2 separate regions of the Sus scrofa genome follow, and region 1 is linked to region 2. The links are chromatin contacts, called in public HiChIP or PLAC-seq maps. All regions are on one chromosome and are shown on one strand. Each heading gives the region's core, a stretch centred on a gene start, on an enhancer-like site or on the middle of the called end of the contact. The rest is flanking DNA. Distances are from core to core; before and after follow the strand shown. Region 1 has its middle 670 kb from the start of INHBA. Region 2 has its middle 160 kb from the start of INHBA.

What was found. HiChIP or PLAC-seq counts read pairs in DNA pulled down with a chosen protein or histone mark.
Region 1: an H3K27ac HiChIP or PLAC-seq map of alveolar macrophages shows a contact between it and region 2. The contact joins two enhancer-like sites. A contact is called at or near these places in 2 of 47 Hi-C or Micro-C datasets (embryonic fibroblasts and mesenchymal stem cells) and 1 of 2 datasets of contacts at active chromatin or transcription factors (alveolar macrophages).

The regions. Positions count from the first base shown.
Region 1 is chr18:53,558,236-53,565,117 of Sscrofa11.1, forward strand. No RefSeq gene overlaps it. Among named protein-coding and RNA genes, the nearest start is that of INHBA, 670 kb to the left of the region's middle. Within about 2 kb of position 3,931, at least 13 of the 83 cell types and tissues checked have an H3K27ac peak or open chromatin away from gene starts, as enhancers often do. A contact at or near this core is called in alveolar macrophages, where this site is marked.
Region 2 is chr18:52,730,257-52,737,573 of Sscrofa11.1, forward strand. No RefSeq gene overlaps it. Among named protein-coding and RNA genes, the nearest start is that of INHBA, 160 kb to the right of the region's middle. Within about 2 kb of position 4,160, at least 5 of the 83 cell types and tissues checked have an H3K27ac peak or open chromatin away from gene starts, as enhancers often do. A contact at or near this core is called in alveolar macrophages, where this site is marked.

The DNA.
Region 1 (6,882 bases), core at 2,681-5,180, 830 kb after region 2:
TGTGCTTTGCTCATCACAGTGACAGTTGGGAGTAGTATGTTCCCAGCTCAATTGGTTTTTTGCAAATCCCCAGTCATCTGAGGATTGATTACAGGTGGCTATAAACTAAGACATGAAGTAGAATGGCTTGGCCTCCCCTTGCTCTTTTTCTCAGCAAACCAGGGGCCTGGAAATCTTGAGGTTGCCTCGGGAAATGTGACACACTCTAAATGAGGAGCTGAAGGAAGGTGGAACATTTAAATTAACCTCCAGTGGAAACCCCAACCCACTTGTTATGGTCATTCTTGGCACAAAGGGCCTCCCATATTGGCAAAAGTCCAGAAACACAAAAATGGCAAAGTTGTAGGACAGAGAGCTGGCATGGACCAGCGGTGATTTCCCCGTCCCTCTGACTCCCCTGCCTCGGAATTCTGTCTAGACTTGGCTTCAAGGCACATTCCTCCAGCCTTCAGTAGGCAGAGGTGTCCGGCTCTCACAATATGCACATGATTTAAAAAGAACTAGGAACAGGCTCTCAACAAACCACTGCTTTCTGAAGGTCAAATCTCACGGCTCCAACTGTGACCGGGAAACACAAACATATTCCAGATCACACAGCCCGCAGGTGCAGATTGGAGCACTGCGGATTTCATGTGCAGACGGGCGCGGTCCTTTCTTCGAGCCTCCAGATGCACAGGGAATGTTTTATGTACAGGAAGACAGAGGCTACACAGGGACAGCTGGGCTTCAGAGGAAAAAATTATGGACATGTAGTTAACTCTACCACAAATCCCCACATTCAAGCCACCAACATAGGGAGGAGAAAGGAAGCATCCAGGGGATTTCACCACGCATGCATTCCAGAAATGCTGAGTGCTTACTGTATGTCAGACATTTTCCAAAGATATTTTCCAGCCCGTGACAGAACTGCTCACACTAGAGAAATTTGTTTCTTGCCACTTAGAAATCACTGCGCAACTCAGGGAGCTAGAAAATCACATGATGTCTGCCTCTGATTTATGATGTCACCAGGAAAGTGATTTGATGACTTTCTTTTTATCTAACTGACCTAGTCCCTTTTCATAAATGCCCTGGATAGAAAAATGCCCTGACAAGGGAATTTCGCAAAGGAAGCACCTGCCTGAAGGAGGCTGGGACATGTTTAACTTGAAGTGCAGGTGTTGGTCCCTCCTGTGCCCGATGCATAATTGCCAGGAGGCTGTTGCCATGGAGAGTCGTGGGTCTTCAAATTCTGAAATAGAAGTGCAGACAGTTCTGAGTGATGTTTGCAGTGATGATGATGCCGGTAGGATAGGCGAAGCGAACTACCGAAGGAGGTAAGAAGAATGAGAAAAAAGCACAAGAATAATCTAGAATGCTAAGTGTTGAAGGACAGAGGTACCAGAGGATGATTCGTTGAGAGAGATGTTTACGGGGCACCACTTATTCTCAGGCCCTGTGAGGTGGTGGAGATAGAGTCGTGAAGAAAGAAGTCAGACTCGCGTGGAACTTCCATTACAGCGATGCGAGAGAGCACACGAAACAAAACAGAGAATGTCAGCGCCGATGTGTGTACACATCCAGGCGTGGGGGTTAATTTGCTTAGCGGATGTCTCGGAAAGATAATCGATAATATTTAGACTCCAGTGGCCGAGGGGAAAGTCATGCTTCAGGCACACAGAGCCGATTCTTTGACTTTCTCACCACTTCTCTAGCCCCGGGCCCACCACTTTCAGCCTCCTCAGTCTGACTCCCTAGCAGAATCGTGCTGTTGACGAGTAAGCGGACATCTGATTGTGGGGCCAGCTGGACTAAGACACAGGAGGAGTTTGTGACGCTGGCCCACTCCTGTGCCCTCTTCTGGCCCGGTCCCAGGGTGCCCACTCTGGGTGCTCCGTGGTTTCTGAGCTACTCCTGTTTCTTCCAAAAACATCGAGAAACCTACCCAGAGTTTGTGCGCCAGTCTCTTCAAAAGAAGAGCAAGGGGTTTGTTAATTCAGGTCAAAGATCTGGAAGAGAATAATGGTCGGAAGCTGGCAGCCTTCCAGAGTGGGTGTGACTCTTTGGGCGAGCAGGGCCGTGAATACTGTCTTTGTTCTTTTCCCTTCTTACACTGGATTTGGGGGATATTTTCATTTTCGTATCAATGATAAGGAGGAAACTGGACTCCATTCTCTTACCCGAACGTGGCTTGCTGAAGCGGTCGGTCTCGTAACCTTTAAGCTAACTGCGCTCTGCACACCTTCAGGAAGCCATCTAACCTGCCCCTGGAGTCTTGCTTTGGCAAGACCCAATCTTGGGGGCTGTGAAAGAGTGACAGAGGATGACATGTAGTAGATTTCTTTTTTTTTTTTTACCTTTTTATGGCCATACCTGGAGCATATGGAAGTTTCTGGGCCAGGGATTGAATCTAAACCACAGCTTTGACGTACACTGCAGTGGCAGCAATGCCAGATGCTTTAACCTACTGCGCTGGGCCAGGGATCCCACCCGTACCTCTGCAGCGACCCAAGCCGATGCAGTTAGATTCTCAACCCACAGCACCACAGCGGGAGCTCCCCGTGGTAGATTTCCTGAGCAGCTTACGTACCTTTCTCTCTCCTCTGCCCCTTCCTCGGGTACTCAGGTCCCACTAATACAGTTTCGGCGTCTAGGACGTAAATTTGTAGTCAGGCCTTTGGGTAGCTAGGCCACCTTCAAACTCCTGTCTCTGTGAGCCCTTGTCATTGTAGGCTGTTGTATTTGTTTTTCAAAGTTCTCTCCTATATTTTCTCACCGGTTCTTCACAGTCAGGTTCTTAGAAGGCTTGTGCTATTTGATAATCTCTGTTTTACAGATGAAAACTCTGGTCCAGGGAGGCTGGGTAGCTAGTCCAAGGGCACGAGCAGGTCATTCCAAAGCTCCGAGTGACATCTCTTTCTTCTGACTCTGAATTGTTGCTCTTCAATCACATCTCAAGTGCACACAACCCTGGGACTGGAGTCAGGCCACAGGTGAAATTCGCACCAATGGGAAACAGGTCAACCTCTTACCTGTCTTCTCCCCAGGGAGTGAGTTGTTCTCCTGGGACCCTCGAAGGAAGCTGCAGAGGAAGCTGTTTCCTGAACAGTGAGATGTGACCGCCCAACAGGGGTGGGCACTGGTGACACCGGAGCCTTCGGTTCCCCTCCCGTCCCTCACAGCCCTCGACCCAGGCCTTGGCCGTGTCCCACCAGTGGCGTCTGACTCAGGAGCTCCACTCCGCGGTGCAGGGGTTTGCAGTGAAGCTTCACCGGACCAGCAGGGGCGAGGGGGCATGGCCTTCACCTGCCATAATTAAGCTTTGTCCTCTGTGTCGTGAGCAAATGCAGCCCACAGAATCCTGAGGCGCACAGGATTGCCATGTAGTGTGTGGTAGGAGGGCCTCTGGGGAGTGAAAATAAGGTGATGAGGTCCAACCTCATTTGTGACCTAGAACCTCGATACCCAAATGGTCCACAGCCCAGCAGATCAGCATCACCTGCGGGGGGGTCCAGAAGCACAGAAACTCAGGCCTCATCGGAGACTTCGGGAATCAGAGTCTGCATTTTAACAGGATGCCCGAAGCCTAACTCCTAGGCCTGTCCCTGGCTCCCTCCCTCTCTCTCCCAACTCCTCCGTATCTGCCTCTGTCACAGGAGGGGCCTCCTATACACCATCCCCGTGGAGTCTAGAACAGTGTCTTGCTCCTGCCATTTCTGGATGAGTTTTTTGAATACGATTTTTTGAGTATGGGAAAGAACACCGGATAAAACGATTGTGTGAGTGAAAGTAATGCAAAGTGTAAGCGCTACCATTTACAGATAAGGAGAGACTTCTTGGAGGAGGTGACGTTTTTCATTTCTTTTGGCCAGGGGGACCCTGACTTAGCACAGATGAAGGTGAAAGGCCAACCGAGTTGGGGAGGGTTGCATAATGGTCTGAGTAAATCATTGCTCAATGTGGAAGTGAAGTGACGGTGCTGATAGATTTCCTGTGACCATAGGACAGATGAGCAAGAACGTTCAATTCTGGGCATTTCTGCTTTCCACCCAGGGATTATTCCTTGGGCCATTATCGCTGCAGTGGATGAAGGTACTTGCTAAAAATAGGCTACTAATGTTTTCCTTAGAATTACAGCACACGTCAGAGGAGACTAATGACCCAGCGCTGTACTGTTTTCTTTTCATTTCAGCTGGCCTCAAACAAATAAACCCGATAAATATTATCAGAGTCACATATGCTCATTAAGGGCTATAGTCAGTGGCTATGTTTGTTTTACTGTGTAATAGATGATGAAACCATGGTGATGAGCAGAGTAGGCTGGAATGGTTTTCATATTTTCCCATCTTAACACTGGAGACTGGCTCCTTGTTTTTTCACTGGCTTGTATTAGAAATAGAACAGCTTACTAAAACACTTCTTCATCTTGACATGTCTTAAAGCCGTCCTCACTCACATCTTCTGATCTAGTTCAGGGATACATGATAAATGTTTGAAAGTGGTCCTTAAATATAGCGTTGAATGGGAAACAAGTACTTACAGGGTGTGGACACTCATGTAAAAGCTTTCATTTGAGAGCAAGTATCCTCCGTAATTGAGGATTTGGGTCTTAATTGTTTTATGGGTTAGAGGACAGAACGGGAGTCATGCTGTATAAAATTTATGTTATAAAAAGTCAAGACATACTACGCTGGCCAAATGTTTTTTTTAAGGTTTCAGGCCTGTAAAAGGAAATAAATTCCGTGATTATTTCCTAATGAAAATACAATACACTTTCCTAGCAGGTCCTGACAGCGTTCGTATTTTTAAAGAGACCATGAAAAACAATGTCTCTTCTCATTCTTCCATAAATTCTTACCAAAATGGTAAAATTGTACATGGAATTAGGCTGTTGTACGGTTTTCTAGCTCCTTCTTGCTCTAATGCCTTCTTCGGTCAACAGAGTGGTCTTTCTAAAAAATACCATCTGATCATGCCCTCCTCCAGGTGAAAACTTGGAGGGCTCCATATTAACATAATCCAAGCCCTTTGCAGGGTGCAGGTGACGCTTCCTGCCGCGGCCTCTCTTAGCTCCTCTCACAATGCTCCTTTCCCTCCTGTGTTACTCGCCCCCTAAGTAACTCACTGTCATCCTCAACGTCTTAGGTCCTTCAACCTCCAAATAACCTCCCACTTGATGTTCTGGTAAAAACTGTTTTCATTATGGCTCCACTCAGATACAACTTCTGTGATTTTTTTTTAAAAATTTACCCGGAAACATCTAGCCATCCCTCCTCTGTGTTCCCCTAACACACTCTCCAGGCACAACAGTCCCATCGTCCTGCACCTTCACCATGTTTTAATGCCTACCTGCCCCCCCCCCCGCCAACCTGCACATCCCCTGCTGAGAATTGGGGGGTTTTTTGTAAGTAAAAGCTCAACGCTGATATAATTCCTGTCCCCAAGCAGGTGCTATAAATGTCCGTTTAAAGCTCAACTAAATAAATGAATCAGAAACTGCTCCTCATGAAGAAGGGACATGCCCAGAGCCTTTTTATGCGGTGATGCTAGTTGCAGTTTCAGACGGGAGGTGCAGACTGAAGCCAGGGATAGGTTCTGCCCGAGTGTCCGATTAGCTTTTAGTTTCTAGTTAAACCACATGTGCCCAAGAGAGCATGGAGTGATTACTTGGAGAACCACCACCTACTCTGTCCACATAGCGTGATAAACAGATACACTTTCTTCTTTGAAAATGTTCCCTCCAGTCTCTGCGGAGACCTGAGACACGTCCATTTAGAAGAACAAAGGGGGACGAACGAGTCACCAACTGGGCAGTAGGAGTTGTCTGTTCAGCAGCCGCTTCCTGTAACCTGTGGTTACTTTCCAAACAGATTTCAGGGACCTGATTTGGGGGCGAGGTTAATCTTCCAGGGAAGGCCGCCTAAGACCAAAGAAAAGGGCTCACACTTGAAATTGATGATGGTTCCACCCCCAGGGTCCAAATCTGCTCTTCGGTTGCACACTCAAAGCCATTTAAAAATGCAGCCTGGGAGTGTGGGGATTGTAGACCCGAACTGCTGCCTTTGGAGCGGATAAGCAATGAGACCCTGCGTATGGCGCAGGGAACTCGATCTGTGGGGTGGAATGTGATGGAGGGTAATGTGAGAAAAAGCATGTATATATGTATGTATAACTGGGTCACTTTGCTGCACAGCAGAAATTGACAGAACATTGCACATCAACTGTCATAAAAATTTTTAAAAATACATAAAAATGGCAGCCATCAGAACATAGTTACAGAAACACAGAACGACACAGATAAAGGAGTCTTAGAGATAAACTTGTCAATGCCCTTTATTATTCGGATGTGGCCATAACAGCTTAGAGACAATCCTATTGCTGTAAAGGGTTTGGGGGGGAATGGGTGAAGATGATTCCTAGCAGTGGACCTGTGCAGGGAGTGGCTAGCCACCGGTTCTGTGGTCCGGTAAGCCTGGCTTCATCACTTATCACCTGTCTGGCCATAGGCAGGTTCCTGAACCTCTTCGAGGCTCAGTTTCTTCAACTGTAAAAAGCACCCCTGCCAGCTACCTACAGAGCATCAAGCTCAGCGCCTGAAAAAGCAGGTCTCCTCAGTAACAGATGGCTGCCGTTATCACAGTGGAAATAGGGAGATGTGGCTCATATTTGGGGTGGACTTCTGTCCTAAGCCTCCACAGCATCCAAATCTTAATATTTGGGAGGAAGCGTGGGGGAGAGGAGGAAGGCTTGCCTTCCACCCTGGAAGCTCTAAGGGAGGGACCAGTCAGCAGGAGCTGGGACACGGTGGAGACCAGCCAATCAGAACTTCTGCCTGGGGCCCTGCATCTGGAAGTGACCAGCTGCAAGGGCAGTGCCCAGGCTCCTGGCCTGACTGCGTCCTGC
Region 2 (7,317 bases), core at 2,910-5,409:
TTGTGGCTGTGGTGTAGGCTGGCGGCTATAGCTCCGATTCGACCCCTAGCCTGGGAACCTCCACATGCTGCAGGTGGGCCTCCCACCCCTTAAAAAAGTTACTATCAAATAAGGGCTCCAGGAGTACCCGATAATGGCACAGCAGAAACGAATCCAACTAGTATGCATGAAGATGAGGGTTCGATGCCTGGCCTACATCAGTGGGTTAAGGGTCCGGTGTTGCCCTGAGCTGTGGTGTGGATTGCAGACACAGCTTGCATCCCAAGTTGCTGTTGCTGTTGCTGTTGCTGTGGCTCTGGCATAGGCCGGCAGTAACTCTGATTCAACCCCTAGCCTGGGAACCTCCATATGCTGCAAGTGTGGCCCTGAAAAGCAAGCAAAAAAAAAAAAGTTCTCTAATCCCCTGTGCTGAAAACTATATCCTTGCTGCTTATCTGTTTTATGCATAGTGGTTTGTATTTCTTAATCCCAGGCTCCTGCTGTGCCCTGCTTCCCTCTCCCTACTCTAACTACTAATTTGTTTTCCATATCTGTGAGTCTGATTCTATTTTGCTGTAACACTGGTTTGCTTTATTTTTCAGAGTCCACATATCATGCAGTATTTGTCTTTTCTGAGTTATTTCACTAAGGGTGGTATTCACAGATCCATCCATGTTGCTGCAAATGGCAGAATTTTATTCTTTTTTATGACCGAGTAATATTCCTCACACTGTATACAAAAAATGAATGAAAGACCTAATGTAAAACCTGAAGCCATAAAACTTCTAGAAGGAAACATAGGCAGAGCACTCTGATATAAATCACAGCAACATTTTGGGGGGCTCTATCTCCTAAGGCAAAAGAAGTAAAAGGAAAAATAAACAAACAGGAGCTAATTAAACTTAAAAGCTTTTGCCTAGCAAAGGAAACCATCACAAAACAAAAGAAAATAAAACCCTACTGAATGATAGAAAATATTTACAAATGATATGACCACAACTTTCAATATCCAAAATATATAAACAGCTCATATGACTCAGTATCAAAAAACTCAACCATGAAAAAAATGGGCAGATCTGAATAGACATTTTCCAAAGAAAACATGCAGTTGGCCAACAAGCATACAAAAAATGTTCAAAATCAGTACTCATCAGAGAAATGCACATCAAGAGCACAATGAGATATCACTTCACACTGGTCAGAATGACTACCTTGAAAAAGTCTGCAAATAACGAATGTTGGTTAGGATGTGGAGAAAAGGGATCCCTTGGGCACTGTTGGCAGGAGTGTAAATTGGTGGAGCCATTGTGGAAACCACTGAAGCTTCCTCAGAAAACGAAAAATCGAACCACCTTATGACTTAGCAGTGCCATTCCTGGGTATATATCTGGAGAAAAACGAAAACACTAATTTGTAAAGATACACATACTCTAAAGTGAATTAATTTTAAAGTGAATTAATTCAGATACTATATATTTAAGCTTTTTGTTTCTATTAATTTATATACTATTCAATTAATCATTTTAAAGTGAACGGCTTCCAGGGTTTCCCATGTATTATTCACAAGGTTTTATAACCATCAATACTGTCTAATTCTAGAACATTGTTATATCATCTCAAAAAAAACCCATTAGTCACTCTTACCTTGCACTGCCCTGAGCCCGGGGAACTGGTAATCCTTCCTCCCTTCCTCCCTCCCTCTCTCCTTCCCTCCTTCCTTCCTTCCTTCCTCTCTTTCTCTTTCCTTCCTTCCTTCCCTCCTTCCTTCCTTCCTTCCTCCTTCCTCCCTCCCTCCCTCTCTCTCTCTCTCTCCCCCTTTCTTTCTTTCTCTTTCTTTCTTCCTTCCTTCCTTCCTCCTTCCTCCCTCCCTTCCTCCTTCTCTCTCTTCCTTCCGTCCTTCCTTCCTTCCTTCCTTCTTTCCTGCCTTCTCTCTCTCCTTCCTTCCTTCTTTCCTTTCTGGAGTTGCCCATTCTGGACAACTCACATGAACAGAACCATACAGTATGTGGTCTTTTGTGTCTGGCATCTTTTCAGTCAGCATAGTTTCAACACTCATCCTTGTTGTAGCAGGTATCAATACTTCATTCCTTTTTGGGGGGCGGGGGGGGTGCCTGTGGCTTGTGGAAGTTTCTGGGCCAGGGATTGAACCCATACCACAGCAGTGGCCCGAGCCACTGCAGTCATGATGCCACATCCTTAACCCACTGAGCCACAAGAGAACTCTGGGTCCAGCTTTCCTGTCTTTTTTTTTTTTTTTTTTTGCCATGCCAGCAGGCTGCAGAAGATCCCAAGCCAGGGACTGAACCCAAGACATAGCTGTGACAGCACTGAATCCTTAACCACTAGGCCACCAGGGAACTCCCTCATCCCTTTTCAATGGCTGGTTAGCATTCAATTTTGTGGATAGACCGCATTTATTTATCCGTTCATCGGTGGATGGACATCTGGGTTGCTTCCCCTTTTTTGCTATTAAAACTAATGCTGCAATGAACATTTGCGTGCCCATATTTATGTGGACGTGTTCTCACTTTAGTCTGTCTTTTTTTTTGACCTTCCCCACCACATGGAGAAGTTCCCAGGCCAGGGATTGAACCAGTGCCACAACAGCGATTGGAGCCATTGCGGTGACGCCAGATCCTTAACCCACTGAGCTGCAGGAGAACTCCTTCACTTCTCTCAGGTGTGTACCCAGGAGGGCAATTGCTCGGTCACATGGTAGCATTCTGTTTACCTTTTTGAAAAGCTTCCCAAGTGTCTCACACAGCAGCTCTACCACCTCGCACTCCCAGCAGCAGTGAGTGAAAATTCCAATTTCCTCACTTACTCATCAGCCCTCATACGTTTCTCTTTCTTTCTTTTTTTTTTTTTTTTTTTTTTTTTTTTGTCTTTTTGCTATTTCTTGGGCCGCTCCCGCGGCATATGGAGGTTCCCAGGCTAGGGGTCTCATCGGAGCTGTAGGCACCAGCCTACGCCAGAGCCACAGCAACGCGGGATCCGAGCCGCGTCTGCAACCTACACCACAGCTCACGGCAACGCCGGATCGTTAACCCACTGAGCAAGGGCAGGGACCGAACCCGCAACCTCATGGTTCCTAGTCGGATTCGTTAACGGCTGAGCCACGACGGGAACTCCTCTTTCTTTCTTAATTACAGCCAGGCTTGTGGGTCACTCTTCAGGCTTCCTCATGGGTGGTATCTCATTGCAATTTGGGTTTGTATTTCCCTAGTGACTAATGATGTGGAACATTATTTCGTGTGCTTATTGGCCAGTGGTATATCTTTTGTGGAGAAATGTCTGTTTCAGTCATTTGCCCATTTTTAAATTGGGCTCTTTTTATTTTCAGTCGTAAGACTGTTTCGAATATTCTAGACACTAGACCTCCAACAGATATAAACTTTGCATCCATTTCCCCTCTTTCTGTGGGTGTTTAGTGCAGTGTTACAGGTTATAGATGACTGTGGATCTGGACCGTAATTGTCAGGCACTATAGCATAACGCATCCTTTTTGTGCATATCACTCCGTCTACCCTTCTATCTATGAATTTCTGGCTAATCCTCCTTCCTTCCCTTCTGGGTACCCTGGCTCCTCAAGGCCAGAACCCAAGCTAAGCGAGTCAAAACCTGTTGCCAGAGTGTTTCATTCTAGTAAGAAGTTATCTAAAGATTCTTCTCTCTGCTCACACACCTGTGGGTATGTAACACCAGAACTGCCCACTTCATGCCCCCCTCATGGTAAAAAACCCTTTGGCAGGAGGAGAGAATGAAATCCACATGTAGAGACGCTCGGAGACGGGGGTAGCGTTGCGGTCCCCCCATTGCCCCCCAGCTACACCCATTCTTCTTTGTTATGTGAGCAAATAAAGTCCTTTTTAGGCTTGACTGAGCGGAAATTAGCTTTCTGTCACTTGAAACGTAACACTCACTGACTAATGTAGTTAGCCCACGGCTTATCAAAGATCTTACCAGCAACACTTGCACAGGGAAAGTTTGTAATACTTAGTTTGTGGGAAGACATGCAAGAAAAATATAGCTGGGTAGAATTTGGGAAAACACATACTAACACGTCTGGGGAAACAGGATAAAAATGTTCGCGTTTATGGGAAAGAGACTTGCAGGGGAAGAGTCACCCCGAAGCCGTTGCAATGAATGGCAGATGACAATGAGTCATCTATATGAATCGGTCATATGACACGGCAAGGGAAACAGCCTTTGAGGTATGGAAGGGATGACAGGCAAGGTACAGTGAGTCACAGACGTTTGTGTCCAACATGCCTCGTGGAGTCCTCCACCGACAACAGCTGTCCGAACCAGCTGGCACCTCTTACGTGGGAATGTGGCTGTTTTTTCTCTCTGCCTGGTGTGTCATCTCTCTGCCGCATCCACTAGTTCTCTGTTCTTCCTCTGTTCTCCCGTAGCCGTCTATCCTTGGTGCTTTTTTCCAAATGTACATAGTTTCTTCATTTCCATATACATTCCAATCACATGGACCGATCAAGTACATGGTTTAAAGCTCAGGAATTTATAGACAGTTGACAGGTTCTTTTTCATGCCATTTTTCTATTTCCAAGGCTATAGAAATGAGTCTGTTTTGTTTCTTCCCTCAGCTGAAGTTGTTATAACAAATCTGTTATTAAGATCAAAATGTGTGTTGAATTAGTCAATCATATTTTTTCTATTTTCCCTGTCACCACTCACGTCTAAGGATTCATTACTTCATTCCCGAGTTACTATGATAGGCTTTTTTTTTTAATCTATTTTATTATGGAAACATTCAAATATACTCAAAAGTAGAGAGACTATTATACGGAATTCTCATGTACCTGTCGTAAAACTTCATCAGTTATAACATCTGGCCATTCTTTCCCCTTGTTTTTGTTTTTTTTTTCTGGAATATGCTAAAGCTGACCCCACTCATCCTGGAAGGTCAGTATGTATCGCTAAGAGATAAGCAATTTGTGTCCCCATACCTGTCTAATTATTCTTTCTCTAATCTCCTTTTTCTCACCAATCTTTGGTCCTTTAAAAAAAAAAAAGATTGCAAAGACCATGTAGGTATTATGAATGTATAAGAGAGCATGGGAATTTTAGCAACCAAAAAACAGTATCATTTATACATCCCCCAGACAGAAAATGGCAAGTTGGTTCTCCTCCCCAAAATAGGACCTGAAAACCATTTCTGACTATAGCCTCGCTGCCCCTTAGCGTCATTTCCCCTCCTTGAGGTTATAATTCAGGTGTGCAAGGATCTTGATTAATGACTTTGGACAATTAGGTAGGTGCATAGCAGAAAGGAAAAAGCAAAAAGAATCAAGAAAATAAAAATTTAAAAACACTAACAGTTGGAGTTCCCTGGCGATTCAGTAGGTTAAGGATCAGTATTGTCACTGCTGAAGCTCTGGTTAAAGCTGTTGCATGGCTTCAATCTCTGGTCCAGGAACTTCTGCATGTTACAGGTGCAGCCAAAAAAACCCACTAACAGTTAAGTTGTTGTTTTTTAATTTGTCAGTGACTTAAGGAAAGATTCTAGTGCTGAATAAACTAAATCTTATATACGTGCAAAGTATTCGCATGGTGCTTTTTGCCAGTGCTTCTGGGGTGAACTTCCTTCCCAACTGAGAGCAACTGGCATCCTTTCTCTTCAGTCAAAAGAAAATCTATGTCACTTGAGTTGGAATACTTTTTGAGAAGAGGCCAAATGGACCTATCTATGTAATTTTCACGGTGTGTTATTTATTTACTGCTGTCTAAGAAATTATACTAAAGGTTAGGGGCTTAGAATATCAAACTTTTACCGTCTCACAGTATCTAGGCATGGTGCATGTGGGATACGGCTTTGCTGGGTGACTCTGGCCGCGTTTCTCCATGAGGGACAACTAAGAGGTCTTCCTCCAGGCTGCGGCCACCCGAGGACGTGAATGTGCCTGGGGAACCACTTTTGAGCTCGCTCAGATGGCTTTTGTCAGGAGGCCTCGGTTCCTCATGTGGGACTCTCCATAGGTCAGCTGGGATGTCCCCCCACCACGACAGTGGCCTTTCCCCAGAGCGAGGGGACCAAGAGAGAGCAAGAGCTGAAGTCTCCTTTGTGATCTGTCATCGGAAGTCACACTCCATTCCTGCCGTGCTGCTGGTTAGAACCTTTAAGGAGAAAGAGCAATGAAGCTCCCCAACTTTTGAAGGGAAGAGTATCAAAAATTTGTGAAAATATTTCAAGGCCGCCCCAGGTGATAAATATCAAAGAGGAGAGTATCAAATATCCTTGATGGCACAGCTGGTCAAGGACCTGGCCTTGTCCCTGCTGCGGCTCAGATTTAATCCCTGGCCGGAGAATTTCTGCATGCCGTGGGTGCGTCCCAAACCAACCAACCAACAAACAAACAAAAAAAAAACAAACCCAGAAATACAAAGATGACAAACCATATTAATTTAATAAATTAAAAGGGAGCAGACTTGGACTAACACAGAATAGGCCGGCCAGTGGAATGAGGGCCCACTTCCATCTTTCATTATTTAAGGGCTACAAGAAATGGTAAAGGCCACACAGGCTGCATTCACAGCCTCTACCAGTCACTGCAAAGACACATTTTACTGAAGACTTATTTGTTTTCTAATAGACCATCTACACATCTAAAACAACTAGCTAGCTAAGGTACCAGAATGAAATCATCTCCTCCTCCAAGCCTCTCAGCTAACATGCCCACACTCCACAGTCAGACGCTTTTGTCCCTGGGCTGATACCTCATATAACCTAACTCCACATTTCTTGTGATCTGTTTTGACCGTGATTTTTTAGTTTATCTGTTTGAGACAGGTTCTCTTTATGAATTGCTATGGTAGAGAGCGAGCTTTCTTACCCTTCAGCCACGCCTAGTTTCTCCGTCTTTTCCACGTACTGTGAAGACTTCCTTACCAACACCGTCAGACTATTAGTTGATCATTTAACTGAAAAATTGTGTTAAAGCAGGTAATCATGAGCATTGCATACAAAAGATTTTTAAGTATGAAATGAAAGCATATGATATTTTGATGCGGGGTCAAAGCCTTCTTGAATTTTGCAAAAAAAACAAACCCAGGATACATCCTCTATGATGGATTTCCAGCTGAGGCTTCTCTAAAGTGGTACCAAAAATTAAAAACCTTTGCAAGGCAAACCGAGTACAGAATGCTTCTAGAATTGGGGTTTTTGTCCCCCAGTCATCAACAGCTGCCTTTCAGATTTTTACCAATAGTTTCAGTGATTTGCTATTATCACATCTTTCAACTTTGTCTCATTGGAAACAAAGAACTCTTTTGGTCACACCCTTATTTCATTAATTTTTGTGCTGTGACGCAAAATGAAAG